Regions from separate parts of the Mus musculus genome. Here all the other regions are linked to region 2. Evidence: chromatin contacts called from public HiChIP or PLAC-seq data. All regions are on one chromosome and are shown on one strand. The core of a region is the stretch at or near the end of the contact, and the rest is flanking DNA. Distances in the headings are between cores, read along the strand shown. Region 1 has its middle 8.0 kb from the start of Arl14. Region 2 overlaps Ppm1l (protein phosphatase 1 (formerly 2C)-like). Region 3 has its middle 17 kb from the start of Gm40070.

Region 1 (3,382 bases), core at 870-3,369, 230 kb before region 2:
ACTGTAGGAGAGGGGACCAGGAGGAGGAGCAATGGCTGAAATGTAAATACATACCATAATTTTTTTAAAAAGGTAAAATTTAAAGGTTTTAAATACTTGTTTTCTGTGTGTATATGTGTGAGTGTTGTGTGCCACATGTAGACAAGCACCTGTGAAAGATCCTGGCAGAATGTAAAAGGACACAGAAGCCCTGAAATTGGCAAGATAGATGTCAGTGTTAGCAGAACTAGCTTCACTGATTTAGAAAAATAGAGGTGCACAATGCTCTGGCCACTCCTTGAACCTGTGTGTCTGCCAATGTTTTGACCATTCCTTGACCCATGTGTGTGCCCACTGATGAAGCCCATTGCCAGGTGTTTGTGATATTGGTTGCTGAGAAAGAGTCAGAAAATCTCCCCAGCAACCACAGCCCAGCCAATCCGGAGTTGCTACACCTGCACCAGACTCTTTCCTTGTACCCCTCCCAAACCCATTTCTTGAGAATAGACATTGTTTAGATCTGGAAATCCCCTACTCTCCCCCTTCTCCTTTCCCCCCGAGGGCCTATAAAAACTGGGACCTCTTTCCCCTCGAGGTTGACTCCTCTACCCCTGCGTGGGATATGAGTCGTCCCCAGAGCTCTGGCTTTCCCCGAATAAAGCCTCATGTGGTTTGCAACAAGCTCGGTCTATCGTGGGTTCTTGGGTGTCCGTTATTGTCCTGAGGCCTGAGCGAGGGGTTCTTTTCGGAGTCTTTCACCTGCAGGTGCCAGGAGAGTGGCTCAGACCCCCTACAGCTGGAGTTACAGGCAATTGTGGGCCACCCAAGTGGGTGTTAGAAAAGCAACAGGCACTCTAACTTCTGAATCATCTCTCCAGCCCCACTTTTAAAGTTAAAAAAGAAAAAAAGTTCTACTTTCGGTTATTTCTTAAAGGGCGGACTTTTAAGAAACAAACAGTAGTAAGGTAGTGCTTGCCACAGTTAGCTGATGTAGAGATGAACAGCGCTAAAGCAGTGTCGACCTGAGCCAGCCACGGTTTTACCACTCACTGAAGCTGGAAGGGAACCAACTAGGTTAGTGGTGGTCTGGGTTACAGAGTCCTGTTTTGTTATTTTGTCTGTTTGCTTTGTTGTTGGTGGTAGTTTCTTTGTGTGTGTGTTTTCTTTTGTTTTGCCCCTGATTCTTGCTGGCTAGCCAGAATTCAGAAAATACTGGCTGCTTCATGTATTACTGGGGTCAGAGGTGCCTGAGTCATTGTTCTTAAATCCTTCATCTTCATCAGGATAAGGGGTGTGATGGTACCACTCCTGTTCCAACTGTAGACTCCATCTTGCCTCTCTTGTGCTATATTTTCCTCCTGTTCATTTTAACTTTATTGGAAAGGTGGGTGACACAGCGAGTGTGAGGGTAAGAGCCAGTGTAGTGGGACATATTTTCTCAAGAATGAAATGCTCTCATGGCAATCGTCACATCGTTCCTCGATTGGAAAAGGCTTAGAAATCAAGGCTATTTTTCAGTTATCTTCAAAATGATTCATATTTATTTTGTTGTTGCTGCTGCTGAGACAGGGTTTCTCTGCCCCCTCTATCCTGGAGCTTTTAATCTTTAGACCAGGCTGGACTGGAACTCAGAGATCTGCCTGCCTCTGCCTCCTGAGTGCTTAAAGACATGTTCCATCATGGCTCGTGTCTGTTGTTTTTAATTATGTGTGTGAGTCTGTGAAAGTGAATGCCAGCGGGGGAAGGGACCAGAGGAGCTGGACTTCCATGTGACAGCTGGAGTTACAGGTGGCTGTGAGCACCTGACGTGGGTGCTGGGACGAGAACTCTGGGCCTTGGGAAGAACGCGATGGTGCTCTTGACTGCTGAGCCATCTCTCCAGCATCTCAGGTATTATTTTAAACTTTTTATTGGTTCTTCATGAGTTTCACATCATGACCCCAGGCCCACTCAGCTCCCCATCCCTCTGTATCTGCCCTTGCAACCTCCCCGCAAAAGAAAGTATAAAAAAATAAATAAACGAGACAAAACAAAACAAAGCATAGACGACATCTCCTTGTGGAAGGTGCAGTGTGTCACAGTGTCAGGCGGCACACTCTTGTCCACACATCTTTACTTGCGGATGTCCATTGCACTGAGTCATTAGTCTGAGTCATGGCCTCTGGGTTCTGAGACACCATCAATATTGGATCCTCTCTAGGACACCTCTTGGTTATCCTATGTCACAGAGATCCTGCAGCTTTGGATCAGCAAGACTGCCCCCTTCTTATGCCCCAACAGTTAATAGATGAGGTAGATTTTTGCATGGGCCAACTCAAAGCCCTGGATCTGGGCCTGGGTGGGCCTGATTTGGTCAGCTTACCAGCTCTTCCTTATTTATACCACTAAGCTGAGTTTCACAGTTCCCCTCTTCCCTCATGCCCCTTTCCCCACCCCCATGACCAGTTCTATTGTGCTGCCCAGGCAAGGTTCAGAGCCTGCTCTCCTGTGCTATAGCTGGTGAGAGGTGGGGCCAGCTCTCCAGTGTGGCTCAGCCAGTGAGATTCAAGGCCAGTTCTGCACAGCCTTTGGACATCTACTTGGTCCAGGCAGCTGCCCAGACTGGGATCTTTGGTGCTAAGTTGAGCCACTGACATTCGGAGTGGGGATAGGGAGGAGAGGAGAATCTCTAGGAAGTCCCAGAGACCTGGGATTGGGGAGGCTCCCAAGAGTCAATGCAGGTGATCTTAGTGGAGATGCCTAACAGAGGGGAGATGGAACCTGAAGAGGCCATCTCCTGTAGCCTGGCAGGAACCCCAGAGGAGGGATAAGGACATCAACCTACCTTTCCACCCAAAATTTGTCCTGTCTAAAAGAAATGCAGGGATGGTGCAGAGACCCAAGGGTTATGGATATTTTCAACTGTGAGGATACACTGAGTTGTCCTCAGGAGGATCACATATTTCTGTAAGACATTTGGAGAAAGAGAGAGAGAGAGAGAGAGAGAGAGAGAGAGAGAGAGAGAGAGAAAGAAGCAGGCAATGTTCTAGGTCTACAAAAGGTAACATATGTAGATATACATTCTTTATCTGGGGGTGGGGGGAAGAAGTGAGTCTCTCGTTCATTTGGTTAGCTTACTATTACATATAGTACCAAGTGGTCTGCTAGCTTGGGACCTTCTGTTTCTCCTCTCCAAGGTAAGAAAAACTTTTAAATGTTTGAGTTTTTATGCCTGCATTTTAACAAACATTTAAAAATACTTTAATTTGCTTATTTTATTTATGCATTTGCATGGGTGTGTGACTAGAGGTCATGGAATAACTTTCAAGAGTTAGTTCTTTGTCTCATCATTTGCATTGCAGGGACAGAAGAAAGAAAGGCTTTTACTCTCTTAGCCATCTCATGAGTCCCCGGATTCCTGATA
Region 2 (3,290 bases), core at 720-3,219:
AACATCCTTTCAAATCCATTGACAGTAGGGTATGGGTGTAGTAAAATTCAGTGTCCCTTCACAGTAGGATACCATGCCTTTGGCTTACTTCATGGTAATTGTTGAATTGTTGAACACTTGATTGCATCTGTTTCTTAATGAAGAGGGCAGCTTAGTGTTCCTCCAACTATTCAGAAGCTTTTAAAAATAGGCTTCTCTGAGGTAATGTTTTCTCTCTTAAAATATGACTGCATACTCATTAACTAGGTATTAACGAATACTGTGCTTTTATGCTGCAAATTATAGGAATCAGACAACAAAGGTTTTATTTTTAATATGAAGAAACGTGATAAGTGATATCTGTTACTTTTGTTGTATTTTACTTCTAATAAGGCTCTGACTCCAAGAGATGGTACTGGACTTTTGGGTTTTGTTATTGTTGTTTTCTTCCTTTCTTCCCCCTCTCGTTCTCTCTCATTTCCAAGTATGGTCATCCACAGACATTCGTCCAGAACTATAGCAGTAGAATCTGAACATGCCTCTCTGGGAAGGAACGTGGTTCTATCTGCTGTAGATAAAAGTGTGTAAAGAGCCCACGTCATTGCTGTCCCCAGCTTACTTTGATGCACGCTCGAAGGTTACTTTAAATAACTACAATTAGTTTAAAAATGACAACGGGGGTGGGGGTGGGAGTTCATTTTGTCCTGCAAGAGTCTGTCATGTTCTTGTCTGTTTCATTCATCAAAACTTTGTGATCTTTAGCCTTCAGATTTATACTATGTCCTCAGCAGGGTTCAGGGATGGAGGGAAAGGAGGGGAAATGTTCAAACAGAAACTAAATATAGGGATCCTATATTAATCATGGTGTGAAGCACATTCTACTTTTTTGTGACTTCCTCATTGAATGTCAGACGCCGTGTGGGTTGCTGCACTTAATCACCGTGCGCTGGCACAGAGTAGGCTGCTGCCAGCTGTAATCCTAGTAATGGTAGATCTTAGAGCATTTGGCTTGGCAATTTATTTAAATGCATGCTTAAGACTTTAGGTTTACTTTATTGAATTATAATTTACATACAATAAAGGGCAAGCATTTGACAAGTTACGTGAGTTTTGGTATATACATTTATGCACTGCCATAAGCAAGCTACCAAAAGGGATAGAAGAGGATTGACGGGGAAAGAAATGCTGGCAATAAACGCGGGTTTGTTTTTTTCATGGCTTTGAAGTCAGTTACTGTATGTGTTGTACTGTGAAATGCTACTGTTAAAGCTCCTTGCTACAAGATACTCTCCTAGTGAATTATGTGAAATTCATGAAGGATAGTTGTATTTCATGATATGTAACAAGAAATGTTAATGTCCTATGTCTTTTAAAATATGAAACATATACACTCAGAACTCCATGCACCACAGTATAGGGTTGTGCTAAATGATCTCACGTGTCCTGAATAAAGCTGCCAGTATCCATCTAACTTTTTCAAGTTTCCTTTCCTTTCCCATTAAAAAACCTTTGTTTGAGACCGGCTTTTATGTATCCCAAGCCGGACTTGAACTCACTCTACAGACAAGGATGGCCAGGAATTATGATCTTCTTGCTTCCAACCCCTGAGTGCTAAGAGTACTGATGTCTGCCACCCTGGCTAGCTATTAACATGGTGGGGATTGAACCCAGAGTTCTGTACATATTAGGCAAACACTCTGTCAACTGAGTTACATCTCCACTCTCATAAGTTTTAAAAGATAAAAATAATGGCCCCCAAATTCAGTTACTTGTGGTGTTGCTATTGCTGTTGTTCCCCCAGAGTATGATTGGAGGAATGGTGGCCCATCAGGAGAACATCACTTTAATGTTTCCCACCTCCAACTGGCAGTGTGCTGTGTTCCTGTTTTGCTAAAGGAACTGCTAACTTGCTGTCTAAGGAAGGGTTCAGGGATATAGAGGATAAGGGGAGGAACTAGCCTGAGCCTAGAGTTACTCAGAGCTGGCGTGAGTCCCCACGTTGCCACTTGCTATCATTTGACAAGTTGTTCCACTTTCTAAAGCCTCAATTTATTCATCTAAATAGAGGGATGACACAATTCCGATCCATCAAGAATTTACCATCCAAATGCGGGATGAAATTGGAAGAAAATGACTGTTGTCTAAAGAGAAATTCAAAGTGATGGGGCGTTTTAAAAAAGAGAGGGAGAAACCAGGCAGTTGCAGACAATTAAAGGGCTTCATAGCAAAGCTATGTTCAGTAGTGGGGAGCTCTGTATGATTAATTAGACTTTACAATTGAAACCTTCTCAGTGGGCTACAGCTTTAAGTAGAACAAGCAGTAGATGCCACACTTGCTGACCTGACAGCATAACGCAGTGGTCTACAAATGTAGTGGGCAGAAACTCATGGCTCTCCTGGGACCTGGGGTGCAGGGATTTGTAGCTGCTGAAACCTACTACAAAGGACAGAGGATTGGAAAGCAATGACACTGAAGAAATGACAAGGGGCCTCATTTCTCCATAGACAGTAGAGATTAGCCAGATGTTTGAGCTCTGCCCCTGTGGTTCGAGGAACCCCGCGGAGCTGATGATGCTAACGTTGTTCATAGTGACTCTTCAGTGACTAATGCGCTTACTAACCACTGTGAAGCCACTTCCTAGTAAACAGGGGTTGAGTAGGTGAGCTTTAGCTGAATGGTCTCTAAAAGCTGATCACTGCAGCAGAGCACTAGTGCCAGGGATTTAATCCAGCCCAGAGCCTCCATACCATGGAACAGGGCCATTTTCATGCTGTTTTAGGGTTTCCTGAAGTACTAGGGAAAGAAAGTGTGACAGATAAGATCTTGTATACCATTAAACCAAGTGACAACCCGGTATCGTTATTAAAAACTTTCCAGAAGTTTATTGAGCTAAGAAGTAGTGTTAAGTCTCAGAGAAGCAATTCAGTGTGTGGTAGTTCTGATTTCTGGACCTCAGCTTCCAGAGCATGACTTGACACCTCCCAAAAAGACACTCTCTTTCCATGAGCAAGGTACTGGTGGTCTGTTCCTCTCAGTCACCTTTACCTTATCCTTTTGAATCAACCTGTAGATGGGTGGGGATGGCAGGTCTGGGGGAGGATAGGAGTAGTGTAGGCCCCTTGGCAATTCTGGTGGGCTTCAGGATGCCCAGAAACCCTTCTCAGCCCTTCTCCAGCCTCTTCTTTCCTGTCCCACCTCCTTTACCGGCCTGACCTAAGGTATTAGAAATCCTTCTTTATCACTTGTATGAACAGTTAATTAAGGTCTACTCTCCTATTCCCTACTGGCTAAATTTTTGTTAATAAAAGAT
Region 3 (3,177 bases), core at 629-3,128, 170 kb before region 2:
AAATTCTAAAAATAACTTTATAAAACTATACACACACAACACATAATCTTATTCTAAAATTAACTATAAAACTGTATCCCTGTCCACCATAAGATAAACTTGATAGCTCAAGAAAACGCTGCAGCGGTTTACGTTGATGACTCAGCAGTCGAAAGAGTTTGGATAGCCTGGACCCAGAGTCAGCAAGCTTTGGGTTCATAGTGAGAGAACCTGCCTCAGTGAGCAAAGTGGAGAGCAACTAAGGAAGAATCCTGACGTGAACCCGGGGTTTCCATACACATGGGCACACACACACACCTGTGCACACACATATATTCCTGCATACATGTAAATGTACGTATCTACAGGCACACACACAGGAAGGGAAGGGAAGAGGAGGGAGAGGACAGAAAGTAGAAGAAAGAAGCAGGGAAGAGGAGGAGGAGGTGAAAGGGGGAAGAAGAAGAGGAAGAAGAAGAGGAAGAAGAAGAGGAAGAAGAAGAGGAAGGAGGGGAGGATGATGAGGAGGAAGCATTTCCATTGCATCACGGTCAGTTACTAACCATCTGTGGTGACCATCATGATCACCATTTGCAGTCCAAGTCTTTCATGAATCCTCCACTATGGTGTGGATTTGGCATGTCGTCTGTGTTCAGTAAGGTCTTTAGCTTGGCATTACTTGAAAATCGGTGGTATCTAGGAAGGGGCGCTTAGAAGAAGGAAGCTGGTCAGTTAGGCAGATGTCTGGACCCTAGGCTCTTGTCTCCTTCCATCTCTCTCTCCTTTCCCTGTCTCTTCCTGCCTTGAAGTTAACAGGCTTCCTCCACCATGATGTTCTTTGCTGACATAGTCTTGGAACAACAAACTGATGTCACAGGAACTGAAGCCATGAGCAAAAAACTTTGCTTCGTGGTGTGCGTGCGTGCGTGCGTGCGTGCGTGCGTGCGTGTGTGTGTGTGTGTGTGTGTGTGTGTGTGTCAGGAAGGGTGGAAACAGGTTGTTCTATGTAGTTATGACTGACCTGGCCTGGCACTCCCTATGTAGACCAGGCTGGCCTGGAATTCACAAAGATCCTCCTGCCTCTGCATGTGCTGGGTTTAAAGGTATGCACCACCATGCCCCACCCAACCTTTTTTAAGTTGATCTTCTCCATTTTTGTTTGTTTGTTTGTTTTTTATTTTTTGTTTTTGTTTTTTTCTGTTACAGTGTCAAAAAGATGACTATCACATCTACTGTTTTGCACCGACCAAAAGAATGTAACAAAGGTAATGGGAAGTACTTCTGTGATCGACATTTGCTGTAGAAGACTGTCTTGCTAGTAAACGTAGTCTATTGACTCATGTTGTGAAAATGTCTTCCCTGCAGGAGACAAAAATGATGTCTTCCCCTATTCCTAAGGTCAACAACAAACTGAGGCATTGAGTCTGGAGAACTAATGAGTATTTTGGGAACTCTTAACAGAGCATAGGTGAGGAACTGCCTAAAGGGTGTAGGTGTTCCCCTTACAACAGGTTGCACATGATAAGACTTTAGCACTCAGGGATGAAGGCTTCCACATAGCCACATAGATGGACCCCCCCCCACCACCGTCTTGCCTGGCTTATATACTCTAGCCCTTCCCCAAGCTCAAGTACAATTAAAGCAGAATTGTGTACAACAGATCATAGGGTGAAGCTGGATATTCAGGAGAGGATCTTATGATCCCGTGCCTCATTGGGGTGTGTGTGTGTGTGTGTGTGTGTGTGTGTGTGTAAGTGGTCAACAAGCTCAGTTGGGATAATTCTTTTGCCAGAGGATGCAGCTGAACTCCCCGAGATGGTGCTTTCTTGGCTGGGAGGACAGTGACTCACATCACCACTCCTTGCTGACTTGATGACGTTATAGGCATGTTTAGGAAACTTAACATGGCAGAGAACTGCCTGTGGCTGCTAAGAGCTAATCGTGGTCTGGAGGAGCTGCTGAGCACTGCAGCCAGAGGAATGTTGGCGGCTCTCAATCATGGCCTGCAGCCCCACCACCGCCTGGGGGAGGGACTCTGCCAACAAACAGTCAGATGCGCAAGTGGGAATAGAGCCCTGTCAGTACCTTGATTACAATTGTGTGACCCCAGCGGCACACTCAGGTAGACACAGCAAACCCCCTACACCATAGGAAGGGAAACAAGTTGTTTTCCAGTGTTGGGTTTGTGGTGATTTTATGGGCAGCAGGATAACAGATATAACTAATCTATTTAGATCGTACTTTTGAACTGCTTTTATTTTTAGATAATTGAAAATTCTAGAAATAAATATTAGGAAAAGTTGATGGAGGCTGGAGAAGTGTCTCAGTGTATAAAGGCACTTGTCACCATGCTCGATGACCTGAATTCAAATTCTAGGGCCTATGTCACACACACACATAAGCACACACGCACATACAGAGATGCACACAGAGACATACAACACACACACACACAGAGATAGAGTGAGACAGACAGACAATACAGAGATGCATACAGAGACACACAGACACACATACAACACACAGACACACAGAGACACAGACACAGAGAGAGAGAACACAAAGACACACACAGAGATACAGACACACAGAGACACACAGACACATAAAGAGAGAGAACACACACACAACACACACAGACACACACACACACACACAGATACATACACAATACACACAGACACACAGAGAGAAATATATACACAGAGAGACACACAGACACAGCACATATAGACACAGAGAGACACACACACCACACAGAGACACACACATAAAACACACAGAGAGACACACAGACACATAGACACACACAGAGACACAGACTCAGGAGCTAAGCAGGAAGGAGGCTGAACTTGAGAAGAGATGTGAAGCGGGTGAGGGCAGACGTGAACAGCCCAGGGAAAGCCCCGCACAGTGAATCCACTCTGACTGACCTTGAGCTTCGCCTCCGGAACACACCAGAAACAGTGCCTCGATAGACACAGAAGGCTGTGAGTGGAACGGCCACGTATGCAACAACATACCCAGTTTAACCCTTTTGTACATAGAAACTATGCCTACTTTGAGAAAAATATGTTTGCACAATTTATTCCAATTAAATGTGAGTCGGCAGAAATAATTCAAGGAAATAAAAAAATGATCAATGATCTTTAAGAAATAGTGGCCAGAGATAGAACCAGTGAGGACTCTGCTTAAATC

The links. HiChIP or PLAC-seq counts read pairs in DNA pulled down with a chosen protein or histone mark.
Region 1: a contact with region 2 is called in an HNF4G HiChIP or PLAC-seq map of pancreatic cancer cells. The contact joins two enhancer-like sites. A contact is called at or near these places in 1 of 115 datasets of contacts at active chromatin or transcription factors (pancreatic cancer cells) and 3 of 9 other capture datasets (adipose tissue, liver and pancreatic islet).
Region 3: a contact with region 2 is called in a FOXA1 HiChIP or PLAC-seq map of pancreatic cancer cells. The contact joins two enhancer-like sites. A contact is called at or near these places in 3 of 115 datasets of contacts at active chromatin or transcription factors (CD8 T cells, embryonic basal ganglia and pancreatic cancer cells) and 1 of 9 other capture datasets (macrophages).

The regions. Positions count from the first base shown.
Region 1 is chr3:69,212,687-69,216,068 of GRCm38.p6, forward strand. No RefSeq gene overlaps it. Among named protein-coding and RNA genes, the nearest start is that of Arl14, 8.0 kb to the right of the region's middle. Within about 2 kb of position 2,120, at least 18 of the 459 cell types and tissues checked have an H3K27ac peak or open chromatin away from gene starts, as enhancers often do. A contact at or near this core is called in pancreatic cancer cells, where this site is marked.
Region 2 is chr3:69,438,417-69,441,706 of GRCm38.p6, forward strand. The region is part of intron 1 of Ppm1l (protein phosphatase 1 (formerly 2C)-like); the gene reads left to right. Among named protein-coding and RNA genes, the nearest start is that of Gm52607, 22 kb to the right of the region's middle. Within about 2 kb of position 1,970, at least 62 of the 459 cell types and tissues checked have an H3K27ac peak or open chromatin away from gene starts, as enhancers often do. A contact at or near this core is called in pancreatic cancer cells, where this site is marked.
Region 3 is chr3:69,270,088-69,273,264 of GRCm38.p6, forward strand. No RefSeq gene overlaps it. Among named protein-coding and RNA genes, the nearest start is that of Gm40070, 17 kb to the left of the region's middle. Within about 2 kb of position 1,879, at least 30 of the 459 cell types and tissues checked have an H3K27ac peak or open chromatin away from gene starts, as enhancers often do. A contact at or near this core is called in pancreatic cancer cells, where this site is marked.